Regions from separate parts of the Zea mays genome. Here region 2 is linked to region 1. A link is a contact called in public Hi-C data. All regions are on one chromosome and are shown on one strand. The core of a region is the stretch at or near the end of the contact, and the rest is flanking DNA. Distances in the headings are between cores, read along the strand shown. Region 1 has its middle 31 kb from the start of LOC100502249. Region 2 holds the start of LOC542512 (VEF family protein).

Region 1 (7,099 bases), core at 1,381-3,880:
TGTATAGAGATAAATGTCACCACATTATTACATAGCAGAAGTGTCTTACAAAAATAAATGATAATAATAAAGTGAACTAATAATTATTCCTCGACGCCATCAAGCTGATTGAGAGACGCCACCTAGACTTCCTTGTACTCCTCGTAGTAGTCCTCCTCCTGGGCTACCTGTTCTTCTCTTGTGGGGGTTATATATCATAAGGGTAAGCTCACAAAAGATCATAGCTCAACAAGTTGTGGGGAATAATGTGCATCAACGCACCAAAGGTGGGAGCTCATGTGAAGTGTAAGGCTGATCAACAAATAATGGTTAAAGCTGAGCACTGCTTTTAATAAGTTGGTCAAATTTTATTAGCAGTTACTAAGTATAAGTAAATACCAACCCCAAAAAATAAGAGATCGCAATTAATAAATAAACCACAATGCGATGCAAATGACCAATTAAATTTAATTCTATAAGTTACTCATGTGAGGGTCCGAGCCGCTCATGACCATGAGCACGGCTGATATACCAGTTTTACACTCTATAAAGGTTGCACATCTTTACCCACAAGTCATGTTACCCATCTGCCACGGAGTTGTACGGGCCCCATACACCTCCACCAATGAAGCAAAACAGGGTAACACTACGAGGCATTTACAAAGTTCCACTAACTTCTGAAAATCCGCTACGGTTTCTGAGGAGCGCAATACAGGAATCCTCCGTCTGAAAAGCCATCTCAGCAAAATCAACCTGAGAACCTCCCTATACTGACAACTCCAATACCGCCCTTGCCCTTTTCATGTAAGGTAGTCCTCCACTAGCTTTCTTAATTAGTCAGCCAAGGGTGTCCCATACCACCCTTGTGGTAGCACTGTTTTCCCGGGTGGTCGCTCCACGTTCCAATTAACATAATGATCTTGCACATTGGTAATAAAAGCATGATCATGAATAATGTGTATCTTAACACCCAAAACCACATAAAGCAATAGCAGGTACTACCCAAAAGTTCAGTGGTAAACAAGGTATAAAGATAACCAAACTAGGGTGACCTATTGGGTCCCATAAAATTAACCTATACAGATCATAATGACTAACAGGAACATTATTGGGTAAATAGAAGTGATCAAGGGCACAACTTGCCTTCAATGAGCCCCTGCTTAGTATTTTCCACCTGCTGAGCACCTGGCTCCACGGTTGCTTGCTCGTCTACTCGCAACAATACAAACAAACATGGTACAGGAGAAATTAACATCACACCAAACATCAGAACCGAATGCATGATAATATTCTACGCATCATAATGAGATCGTAGGTTTGAGAATCACTAAATTCGGAGTTACGGTTAAAGAGTTATGATTTTCCGAAGTTTTAAGTGTTTGATATAGAGTAAATTAAGTGCATACTTTTAATCTATGTTTCATGACAAAAAAAGTTATCAGATGATAAACAATATTAATATGAATTTAATGCAACTAGAATGGATCAAAAAGGAGTTAAAACAAAGAAGTTATGATTTTTCCAAGCTCCTAGTATTTTTTATATTTATTTTAGACCTAAAAACAGTTATTAAGAGCTTTTCTGTAATCCCCTAGATTAAATGGGCTGCGAGTACAAATACCGGAAAGCTCAGGGTTCAATTTATGAATTCGAAGACCCGAGTTAAATACCCCATTACTCTCACTAGGACAGCGGGTTTATTTTGAAAGAATCCGGGGCCTTTTATATAAAATAGGCGGCCGGTGGGGTACCGTCACATATAGGCCACCAGATCGGACACAGACGATTCAAATTAGATTGGCGCGGTTAAATGACCAGTATGCTATACGAGTCCTCGGATGGGGGATCTACGGTCCGAGGCCCCCATGACACCCTAACAGCTAGCTAACCGATCGACGGCCAGATCATACTGCAGCGATGGGGGTAGGTTCATGTGCTAATCCGAAACGTCCAACGCGAGCTCGATAGCTCGCAACCCTACTCGGCCGAACCGTTACACCCAATCTAATCACCACCGTCTGCAACATCCAACGGCTGGTAGCCATCTTCTACCTCGTGACACCAGCGCCGGTCAGGTGACCCGGCATGTCACGATGGCGATATCGACAGACAATACCCGCCGTTGGATCGAGCTCCCCATCCATTACTACTAGGTGGAAAAAATCTGAGGAAGCAATATATATACACGAGAGAGAGGTATTTATACCGTAGGTCAAGGTAGCAGGGAAGTTCTCCACGCCGCGCAATGGTTTCACGGCAGCGATCACTCCCCGAGGATGACTCCTTTATCAACCAAGACTGCAACCTTCAATGGCGAGGTCGCGAACACGGCTGGCGTGCCCACCTCGGTGACCCGCAACAACTGCCCGGTGAGAGAACACTCACAGTTGCCCTCGATCCCTCACCGGCCGCGCTCAGATTTCTACTTGGGCTCTTTAGCTGGGGCGACACTCAGGACCTCGGTTAGTGGTGCCTCAGGATGCGTAGGGGTCGAGGGCATCCTTATTTACCCCTGGGAGACGCCCAAGTCCGCGCCCACCAGCAGGGATCTCGCGGCATTCGGTTGAAGCCGACCCCGGGATTATCTCTAGGAGGGGGGGAGTACTGACAAGGCTGGCCCACATCACTGGTGGACGCTGACCATCCGGACCCACGTTGTAGGCATATAAATGCGCTCACGAGTTCGCACGGCTGAGATCGGCTCACATCTGTGGCCCATAGGTCGGAGCGCAGGGTTTGCAGTTGGGCCACGCAGAGAGAAAGTGAGGTGGGCCGATAATGCAGCCACGACCCAACACAAGTGCTTCTCTTTATTTCTCTTTTACTCTTCTTCTTTTTTTGTTCTTTTCTATTTCCAAATTCAAGGATCCAAACTAGATTTAAATTTCTCTTTTGAACTCCAGAATTGCAAATATCACACAAACTTCTAATATGACTAATACTTCTTCTGCTTGTGATAATTATTAGTTATGATTATTATTTATTCTCCATTCTTTAACTCTTTTGCTCCCATATTATTCAGTGCTCAAATTTGAATTCAAAGCTAGATTTGTTTTAATTATAAATTTGTGTTTGATGCACAAACAAAGGAAGTCTAGCATGATGCATAAGTTCATGTGTTTATTTGGTATTTATTTGAAAGAAAATATGCCTCATGAATAAGTCATATAATCAAAAGAGCTCCTTTATTATTTCCAATGACTAGAGTCATGGGTACTCTATTCTAGGGTTTACAAGTATCTTGCCCATTAACAGAATATCTTATATTTACTCATCTATTTACTCTTTGAAATAATTGCTTTCAAATGATGGACAATCTTACTTTTAATAGTTTTATTTCACATTGTTTTTGGCCTAACGACATGTCTACTATCTCATACTGGAAAAGCAGCATGCCACAACAGCATGGTCAGAGTTCGGACATTGCATGAAGCACTTACTGGCAGTTGCTCCTAACTTATGGAGTGAACCATGCTATTCATTCAAGATGGCATAATTTCATATTTTACACTAACTTACTTTTTGCGTTAAAATTATTCAAATTCTCAATTTACTGAAATTGTTGTCATATAGTAATTATTCTCACTGCGATTTATGTAAACCCACCTAGAATTGTTGCTACAAATTACCTGTATTTACTTTTAGCATTAAAAACCTACTAAATGTTGTGTTAAAAATTTATTTTGTTAAACCTTCTATGAATACAACACATGCACTCATTACGGATGATAAGTTCTTATATACTGCATTTCAATATTACAGCCGAAATGCTTTATTAAAATGGTGACAAGCAAATCCGGAATGAAGGCTGCGTGACCGCCATTCTCGCTACATCAATATAAAGCCTAGTGATATACTATTAGCCAAGGCCTTCACCAGCTAATGACGAGTCATTTTTGGTTGTTATTATATTTGTCAAAAACATTCTCCCTTCCATGTGGTACTGTTGTTTACGTCTAGCCACAGAAGGAATTAGTTCTTGAAACTATGTTGCAATTCTATTTCCATGTTCTTGATGTTCATGGGCATCATTCCATGTGGTACTGCTGCTCACGTCTAGCCTGTAATACCCAAAAGTGTAGAATGAAAATATAGTGGATTCACATATATGTTTTTGCCTCTATTTATTATAACATGTGAACAACCATCCCTAAAGGTATTAATTAACTAATGGCACCTAAAATAATATATGCATCATGATGAGGTTTATTTGTGTGTGCATTTGGTAACTATATAAAAATAATGTTAAGAGAAATATATTAGTAGCCAATTTGGAATTTAAGATCTAATGGGATTCTAGGATTTGGGAAAAGAGAAGAAAAATACTATACAAATTAGATAAAATATATATATAATGAATTAAATTCGCTTCATACTGTTATTCGAATGTAGATATTTAACCTAAATATGAACTCCACAAATATGAATTCAAATTTGAAACGTAAATTTGAAAAAAAACAAGAAAAGAGAAAAGAAAAAGAAAATAAAATAAAAAGGGGAAAACAATAGCTAGAACTGGGCCCTCGGCGCAACTCATTTCGGCCCATCTCCCTTCCCCTTAGCCGCGCGTGTAACACCTCTTGTGTTACTGTCACTAAAACTTGAGCATAATATCATGAGCATTAGCATATCATGTGTTTGTTACACTTAGAGTGCATTCACTAGGCAAAAATTTCAAACAAGTTGTATTGGTGTGACTTGGTATGTGTGTAACCCTAGGGTAGAGTACTTAACCCTAAACTAGGCTTATGAGTGACAATGAAGCCCAAACAAGTTAAAATCTCAAAACTTATTAGAAATGATCATAAGATATCACATGTAATGGACTTGGGTAGCACCAAAACCCTAAAGTGTTAAAAACTCCGAAAAGACCCCTGGAAAACCCTAGATGGGAACCCTAGGGGGCTAAGTGTAAAATTTGTACATGTTGGGGACTTGTTCTCAAATGCTATAAGAACAAGGCAACATAGAAAATGTTAATCGGTTAAATCCTTCGTCCTACGAAGCATTATTCCCCTTAGGATATAATGGTTTTCGGACGAAGGTTATGAAGGGCGTACCTTCATAAATACATTATATAGCGACGAAGAATGAATTGTAAGGAATATAAAGGATAACATAGATAATTATATATTATTATTATATATAAACAGAAATAACATTGAATTACAGATGTACCTTCAACTTGAAGGAAATGAAAGTACAAGCGTGACGCAAAAGTGAATGCCAAGTCAGCGTGAACAGTACGGGGGTACTGTTCACCTATTTATAGGCACGGGGCACAACCCATACAAAATTACATTCATGCCCTTTACACTTGATAATGATTCTATAGTAATCTATCGAGGTCTAAATAGCCTTTTCATCTTTAAGTCGGTTTCGCTTTTTGTTGCCACGCCGAAGCTTTCCTGCTCACACCTTCGGCGCTGTATCAACCTTCGTATTATTCTGGTCTACTGTGATGCCGACTTGTGTCCGAAGATACCTGTTCACACATTATACTCCAGAAATACTGTTAAATCCTGTTTTTGAGGACCTTCGGAAGCCGAAGGCCCCCAACAGTAGCCCCTCGCAATATTAATTTGTTTAAAATAATAAATTTAGATTGCGACATGGACGAAGGCTTTACGCCGAAGGTCCGAAAAAATACCTTCCCTTTGCTAGAATAGCAACATTCACTGACAAGCGGGGTCTGTCAATTTTCAACGCATTTGGCGTATAAATACGGTCATACCGCAAACTCATTTGACACGCTCTCTGGCCATCTGCTCCCGCTCACTCAATTTTTAGCTCTTGTGCACTAAGATTTGCTAAGCTTTTAGTTTTGAAGCTTTGGCTTTGAAAATAGTTTTTTAGTGTCTCCGAAGATGTCTGAAGATAAGAAGGCTGCTGCTGAGATGAAGCTGAGCCTCGACGAAGAGAAAAACTTGGGGTTTCTTATAGCGATGTCAAAGACCAATACAGAAAAAATCACCAAGGAGATTCTGGAAGGTTTGTCTGAAGATACTGGTGACAGTGACAGTTATGATGTGGACAGTGGTGGTGAAGACTCCGAAGATCGTCCCTGGCGACCAAGCCATTCAGTTTATGGTAAATCAACTATCAAAGAGAATCATCTGGTCAACATGAGAGGAAGGTATTTCCGGGATTTGTCCATTGTGAGGGCCGACGAAGGGGAAAAACTTGTCCACACCCTGAAGAGAATGAAGTCGTAGTGTACCGAAGCTTTTTGAAAGCTGGACTGCGATTTCCCTTGAGCAGCTTCGTCGTGGAGGTGCTGAAAATCTTCGAAGTCTATCTTCATCAACTTACCCCCGAGGCAATCATAAGGCTGAATATCTTCGTGTGGGCCGTGAGAAGCCAAGGTCTGAAGCCTGATGCAAAAAGCTTCTGCAATATACACGAATTATCATACGAAACAAAACCTTGGGGTAAGGAACAGTATCACAATAATTTTGGCTGCTACAGTTTCGTTTCTCGGTCCGGGTCAAGCTGTCCCGTGCCAACTTTTCGGAAGAGATGGCCCGGAGACTGGATGACAGAATGGTTTTATGTGAAGAATGACCTGTCAGCACGAGAAGATATCAAGGGTGTAATTATGCGCCCTATTTGGCAAAGCTTCGGCCTTCGGAGGCCGAAGGTTGAAATGAATGAAGCTGCCGAAAAATGCCAAAGAGCCTTCGGCGTTATCTGTTCTTTTATTGGAACTAGAGATTTAGTACAAGAGCACATTGCCTTCAGGGTATGGCCGCTCGCGGAGAAATGGGAAATGCCGCAGGAAACCATAAAGGAGGCCGACGAAGGTGGACTTATCAGGCTGAAGTACACTTTTAAGTTCGGAGATAAATTCGTTGAGCCAGATGATGACTGGTTAAAGAGTATTGAAAATTTAAGTGATGAACTGCTTGGGGCTTATTCGAAGGCCGAAGATACTGCAATGTCAGCAGCCTTCGGAGGCCGAAAAAAGAAGAGGCTGAATCGGGTATTTGATGCAATCGGGTTTGTCTACCCTGACTATTGCTATCCCATTCGAAGGCAGAAGAGAAAAAACACAACCTCTGCAAAAGAAGAAGCTGCAACTGCTCCTAGCGAGCCAGAACCGAAAAGAAAGAAGATAAAG
Region 2 (7,099 bases), core at 1,666-4,165, 150 kb before region 1:
GAAGTGCCTGCAGTGTGGTCTTGCGGGCACGGTCGCTGCCGATGCGGGTCGCAGCGATGGCGTCCCAGGCTTACTTGGCAGTCCGCTTCTGGGAAAGCAAAAACTGCATCTCGGGCGGGACTGCAGCAATGAGGGCATCTAGCGCCCGTCGATCCTCGTAGTAGTCTACGTCGCCGTACCGAACTGCTTCCCACATGTGGCGAACCTGGAGACGTACCCTCATCACCGCGGCTCACTCGACGTAGTTGGTCTTGGTGTGGGTAGGCCATCCACCGCCGGGACCGATGTCCCTGACAATGGCCTGGGCCCCGCGGCGACCATGGTACCGATCCGGGGAGGGAGAGCCGCGCTGCTTGTAGAGGCCGCGATCTCCGTCGACTCGGTCGTCGCCGCCGGGAGCACCGTCGGCGTGTCTACGCCCGTCTGGGCTGCCGCTGCGTGCGCCCTCGCCCGGAGCACCGTCGGCGCGTCGATGCCTATCTGGGTTGCCGCCACGCGCGCCCTCATGGGGATGCGCAGCTGCCCACTGTGCCGCCTGCTCTCGCGCTGCTTCCCTCGCCAGCCTGAGCTCTTCGTTGGTGTTGTCGTCGACAGAAGCAGAATTGCCGGCTCTACTGCCGTGCAGAGCCTCGAGCTCTCCTGCCGCCGCACGTGCAGCATCTGCCGCCTCCGCTGCTTCTACTTTTACTCTCGCTGCTGCAGTTCCGTCGCCGCCAGCCGTGATGCCCTCGCCGTTGTCGCTGCAGCCGCTGTTGCTGCTCGCTCACGTTCTTGTGCCACGGCGACCTCGGCCTCCTGCTGGCGCCGCGCACTCGAAGTGACCAAGCGTAGGGACATGGTGGGCTAGTGAGGGGTCGTTGCGTGTGGAAGAGGTTGTCTCAGACGAAAGGCTGCTCGTCTGAGCAGGAGAGGAAGGAACAGTTGGAGTTCTTGCTGCCGACTGAGTGTGGGGAGAGGCGCGGGAAGGAGATGAGCAAGAGATGTTTACTCTGCAGGATAGTTTGGCTCTGATACCAATTGTAAGCAGAGGGACTCTAACTCTCATCCAGAGGATGACACTACGAGTTGGGGCAATTTTCGTTTATTTCTCACACACTACTCAAATGACATACCCTTAGAAGGGTTGGGGACACATATTTATAGCCCTAGGGGCTGCACTACACATTACACTACACACTGCAGCACACAGGTGCTGTCCTTTAGATACTAAAGTGCAGTCAAAAGACTGTTGTGTTGCTACTGTTGTCCTGCGCAGTCAAAAGACTGCTATTGCATGTTGTCCTGCGCAATCAAAAGACTGTTGTGCTGCAACTGCTGCTGTCCTGCAGCAGTCAAAAGGTTGCTGCTGCTGCTGTCCTGCAGCAGTCAAGATTGCAACTGCTGCTGACCACATGATTTATTTCATCAAAGTTTGAAATAGGAGATGTGATGAGAGATAGGATGGGTAAGTTGTTGGAGACAATCTAATTAGCCCCTTTGCTATGGCCTTGGCCTAAAACATAGGAACAGACGCAGGAGAATTTTACGCATAGCAAAAGAAAATAGCAAATGAAACTAATCATCCCAATCCTAATTTGTTGTTGTGCATGCATGGCTGGCCCACCAACCATGCCATGATATAAAATAAAGAGGAATTACTAAAGTAGTTGACAACAAGGTGCTCAGCTCAAGATGGAACAATGTATGCCTAGGATGAAAACATCTAAATGCATGACTGTCCATTAAAGATTCAAACCTCTTTTTCCTCCTCGCATGTATATTATAAAGAAGGCATCTTTGAATAAAAAGGGGCTGCAAAATTCAGGGAAGCATCATTGGTATCTCAAATCAATTGCACATAATGGTTACAGTTACTGCAGAGCAAGCATGATCATGTGAAGTTGTGAACAATGTTGAAAGAAGGGAGCATAATTGTAGGATGGACTTTACATTTTTCATGGCTCGCCGTTGAATAATATTGTAGAGCTCGACTGGCTTGCAATACAGAGCCAAATCTTTTTCAGCGGTAAGTTTCTCATCTGGAGACAATGCAGTTCTTAGCTGCTGACGGAAGGCCTGGCCTGTAGACCCAGGATAGGCATATTCACATCCAATATTCCTGCATACAAGCACAACTTCATATAACAACAGAATGCATCCCGTCTCACTTGAAGAACAAGAACCACAACATGTCCATAATTGTGCATCCACAGAGCAGCTGGACTATCTATTTCTATTTCAAAACACAGAACGTGACCCAAGGATGGCGAGAATTGCTCAATATATACCTCTTTATGTAAATATTTTCTTTAAGTTTGTAGGTGGTTCTATTTCTATTTCAAAACACAGAACGTGACCCAAGGATGGCGAGAATTGCTCAATATATAGCTCTTTATGTAAATATTTTCTTTAAGTTTGTCGGTGGTAATTCAAGTACACCCTCCATTACACTGTCTCTAGACATACATAAAGCAATGTATTAATGGAGGGAGTAGTGTGCAAAACCAGTGTCGCTATGCCATGAATACGGGCGCGGCAAGATCCAGAACCAACAAAGTGACCGGTCGTTTATACCGATGTTAGCCATCTACTATTAAGAGTTTCTTTCTCACTACCTGACTGAACAGACACGAACTAAGACGCATCGCTATGCACTTTACTAAGGCACTAAGCCACAATCTCTCGCTGCCTGCCCAAACAGACGTTCTTGACCCACGCGTAATCCCTCCCTTGAACCATTTATCCACTTACTGATTTAACGATTGAGGCAGAGGCAGGCCGGGCATCCTCGCTGCTGACGAACACCTAGGGTCTTGCGGACCCGGACCCACCACGAGTTCTTTGTTCTTTCCGCGCCCAAGAACCTACCCAACGGAGGGATCAGGTCATCAGCATCAAACTGCAGCGCTAGCAGGCGGTCAAGCGGGGCAGCGAGAGAGGCGGCGTGAGCGGATTGGAACGGCTGCTCGGCCCGGAGAGGAATTGGTCACACGGGGGGAAATGCGACGGCTCACGAGTGCCGAGTGCCTTATTTTCCTAGTGCAGGGGTACATGTTGTAATGAAAACATTTTTTTGCTTATGCGTGTTTCGTTGGGTTTAGGACTCTATCCGAGGACACATCTAATAATAGTTAGAGCAACTTTAATAGATCTTTACTATATTAAAGCAAGAGTTGTCCTACGTCAATATTTTTCCAAAAAAACATGCATTTTTTTAGAATCAACCCGCACTTCTATAATCTCTTCTCTATTATTATAATAATAGAGTTTATATAAAAAATATTTTAATCTTTATTATATTAAAGCATCAGTTTCAACGATTGTCCCGCGTCAATATTTTAAAAAAAAACTGTATTTCTTAGAATCAACCTGCACTCCTATAATCTCTTCTCTACTATTATAATAGGAGAGTTTATATAAAAAATATTTTTTATCTTACTATATTAAAGCACTAGTTTTAACGGCCATCCCGCGTCGATATTTTTCAAAAAAATCCTGCATTTTTAGAATCAACCCGCACTCCTATAATCTCTTCTCTATTATTATAATAGGAGAGTTTATGTAAAAAAAATAAGTTAAAATTATGTATAAGTGGGTGTTTCAACCTTGGTTGTTGGCTCCACATTCACGCCCACCTAATTATTAGAAAACATATTTTTATGATTTATTAATACAAAATTTATCATATGTGTATATATAGTATATCTATTAAGAGCTCTGGGCTCTATATAACTGTAGAGAGCCCCGACCATCAACACCAATAAATCTATTTAAGCCCACGTCCGTTCACTATTTATGCAAGTGAACCAATTTAGCGCAAACAGCAAACCAATTTAGCGTAAACAGAGTAACACCCCCGAACCCACGTTCGAGAAAAAGCGGGTTAGGCCCATTTTCCACGCGGTCAACCACCACTGCCATAGTCAAAACATGTTTACGCTATTTTCATCCAATGTTTATGCCACAATATCGATTTAGCGTAAATACCTCATCCGAACCCACGTTCCAGAAATACCGGCTTAGGCCCACTTTCCACGCGGTCAAACACTTCTATACCCTAACTCCCCGCGCAGTCAACCTTCCTGGTCGACTCGCCGCGATTCTTTAGGTGTCGCCAGGGCGATTCGTCGTTCCTCCGCCCCTGCACGCCCTCAACCCTAATCGGCGCCGCCGTTGACAGTGTCGTCGAGGCGCCCGCCGCTGACAATCCTCCGCCCCGCGTCACATTGGTCTTCTACACGCCCGCCGACGGTCGTCCGGCTTCCCAATGTGCTCAAGTTCCTCTGCAAATTTTATGCCCTACACTGCTACTTCCCAATCTCCCCATTCATCTCCTCCATTTTCTTATGCATCGTGTGTCGTATTTGTGAGGCGTTAATCACTGCACCGTATTCCAGGTGCCCAACTCCATCACGGTCGGCTAGGTTGTTGCGTTTCAACCTCTAATGGATTTTCTGGCCGTCGATGACAAAGAAACCACAGGTGATCTACTTACGCTAAATTGGTTTTCTGTTTACTACATAAATGTTTATTTTTGTTTGTCAGGATATGAATGTTTATTCAGGGCAGCGGTAAAATTAACTGCATGCCCAAAAACATCAACAGTATATGCTTCCTCATTAGAAAACCCTTTATTTCTTGGTTCCCGATTAAATTTTGTTTCGACGTCATCCATGTTTTTAGAGCAAAATGTCAAGCTCTCGTCCGCATTATATGCCTCAACGATGGAGACTTCCGGTCGTGCCCTGTTCCTCACATGGCGCTTCAAAGTATACAATCGCCTTTCAATTGGGTACATCTAAACATAATGCACAGGACCTCGCAATAATGCCTCATCAGGTAGATGCATAGGTAGATCCACCATCACATCAAAGAAAGCCGGGGGAAATATTTTATCGGTTATATGTCGTTTTATGGACATTGTGTTGGTATGCATAAATGTATATGGCCATTTTGAGCACTGTCCTATTTGCTTGCCGGGATATGAGAACAGAAAATTGCTTCATAGCATCTAGTCTCTTGTATGGATGGATACAGTTTCATTCTGACATTTGTTGACTTTGGGCAAGGGAAAGTTATTGGATGTATCTAGTACTGTATAAATGTTTATTTTGCTGGTTAGTCACTACTACTGCATAAATGTTTATTTTGCTGGTTAGTCACTACTACTACTGCATAAATGTTTATTTTCCTGGTTAGTCACTGGATAAATATTGTTTTATATGAACATTCTGTTGGTATGCATAGATGTTTATGCCAATTTCTACAATGCAATGATACGACTTTTATGATGTTTCCTTCACTTACCATCTATGTTGGTAGGGCCATATAACACAATTGAGGAATTATAATGTGTATGAGTGTGTAGAGTGTACAATTATTTCATATAATCACTGGTGTATATGTTGATGTAACTCAATAAAGCACATATGTTTTACATTGTTGCTCCGCAGCCTGCTGCTTCAATTATGCGGAAGGTTGATTGACTCCCAACCAATCGGAAGCGATTAATCATTGAGTCAAGTCAAGAATGCTTTAATGTTGACATCCCGCACTCGACAGACACCGGAGACCCTACAAATACGCGATGTGATGGTGATCCTCCGCAACATAGAAAGAGAGGTGTTGATGTCGATGCTAAAAAGATCCCCATGCCTAGTGTGGATGATGATGATGACTTTGAGCCACCAAAAAAGAAGTGTAGTATCAAAATGGATGCCCCAAACAAGACGCAGGTGAGTTTACAACATTGCAGAAATTTATCTTTTCCAATATTTTAATCATGCATCCAATCACAATGCATACTTTATGTGCTGAAACATACAACTTTCTATATTACCTTAGCACATTAATCCAAAATAGTAATAGGCCAAGGAACTATGTAAAAATAAGAATGCATATATTATGATATTTAATTATTAACATATTTATCCATCTATCCACCTTTTCCTTACAGAGACTCAACATCAGATGCAACCCAGGAGATGTTCTTGCGTCCATTCAAATACTGAATGAAAGGCAACGTCAAGCTATAGTCAGAAAAGGTTTCTCTAGTATTCTTGACATGACAATTGATGCAATTGGATGTCGAACACTTCTTTGTTGGCTCATGCAGAAGCTAGACCCAAGAGACATGACTCTTCGTATTGGTCCAGACAAAGAACTAAAAAACACCAAGCAGACTGTCCATCTAATATTGGCTCTTCCAAATTCGGGTGGTGGGAAGCCACTAAATATTGACGAAGCGAATGTTGCAGCAACCCTTCGGTCCTCCCTGAGTATTAGCAAGGATGAATTTGTGATTTCAAAGCTACAGGACAAAAATTGAGGCTAGGCAACGATGATGAGCTCTCAATCAGATGTTTTTTTATCCTCTTCAACCGGCTGCTTTTCCCAACAACTAGCTGGTCGATTTCTTACAACGAGGTTCTATTGGCAGAAGAATTGGAGTGGTTCCCTCACATTGATTGGTGCCATCTCATTTTCAGTGACCTATGTGAAGCTGTCCAGAAATGGCACAATAGGAGCACTAATAACATCTCGACAACGATATACAGGTGTTCCATCGCTGTTCTTGTAAGTTTCATACTTAATATGGTAAATCTTTTATTAGATTAATCAATTGCAATATGAAAATACATACATATATTATGTGTTTACGTTCACTTATCTTCATTTGCATATGACTTACATGATATCTATATGTTATGTAGTTGTATTATTTGGACCACTTGCACCATGTCGTAGCTCCCAACAACAAAAGTGGCACTCCGTGCATCAAGTATTTTAACAAGAATATCATAAGGGCGCTGTCAATGGCTGATAAACGTAAGCCTCGTCAGGGTGGCGAACCATTTGGTTTTTGCCCTGTGAGTATTCAATTCTTCTATCATAATTTTAGCTTAATGCACATTTTTTCAATACTATATTGTTTTTGTAGTGTTTCCATTTTGCACAATACAAGGTGTCATCTATGTTAGGTGTCATCACATCATATTTTGTTTTTTTGTTTTTTACAACAATGTTATCTATGACTATTTTTAAATCCAATTGATTTTAGTAGTCATATCATGATCTCATTGATGCTACGAGTCAATCCATATACATAATTCTTACTTTT

Evidence for each region. A called contact is a pair of places that touch in the nucleus more often than the background predicts.
Region 2: a Hi-C map of leaf shows a contact between it and region 1, with 4 times the contacts expected there. The contact joins the promoter of LOC542512 here to the enhancer-like site in region 1. A contact is called at or near these places in 2 of 25 Hi-C or Micro-C datasets (ear and leaf).

What each region holds. Positions count from the first base shown.
Region 1 is chr7:88,649,197-88,656,295 of Zm-B73-REFERENCE-NAM-5.0, reverse strand. No RefSeq gene overlaps it. Among protein-coding and RNA genes, the nearest start is that of LOC100502249, 31 kb to the left of the region's middle. Within about 2 kb of position 2,630, at least 18 of the 20 cell types and tissues checked have an H3K27ac peak or open chromatin away from gene starts, as enhancers often do. A contact at or near this core is called in ear and leaf, where this site is marked.
Region 2 is chr7:88,803,143-88,810,241 of Zm-B73-REFERENCE-NAM-5.0, reverse strand. It overlaps LOC542512 (VEF family protein), which reads right to left and starts at 2,915. Exons shown (of 21, transcript NM_001112060.1): 1 at 2,731-2,915; 2 at 1,930-2,098; 3 at 1,736-1,791. The coding sequence starts at 2,765.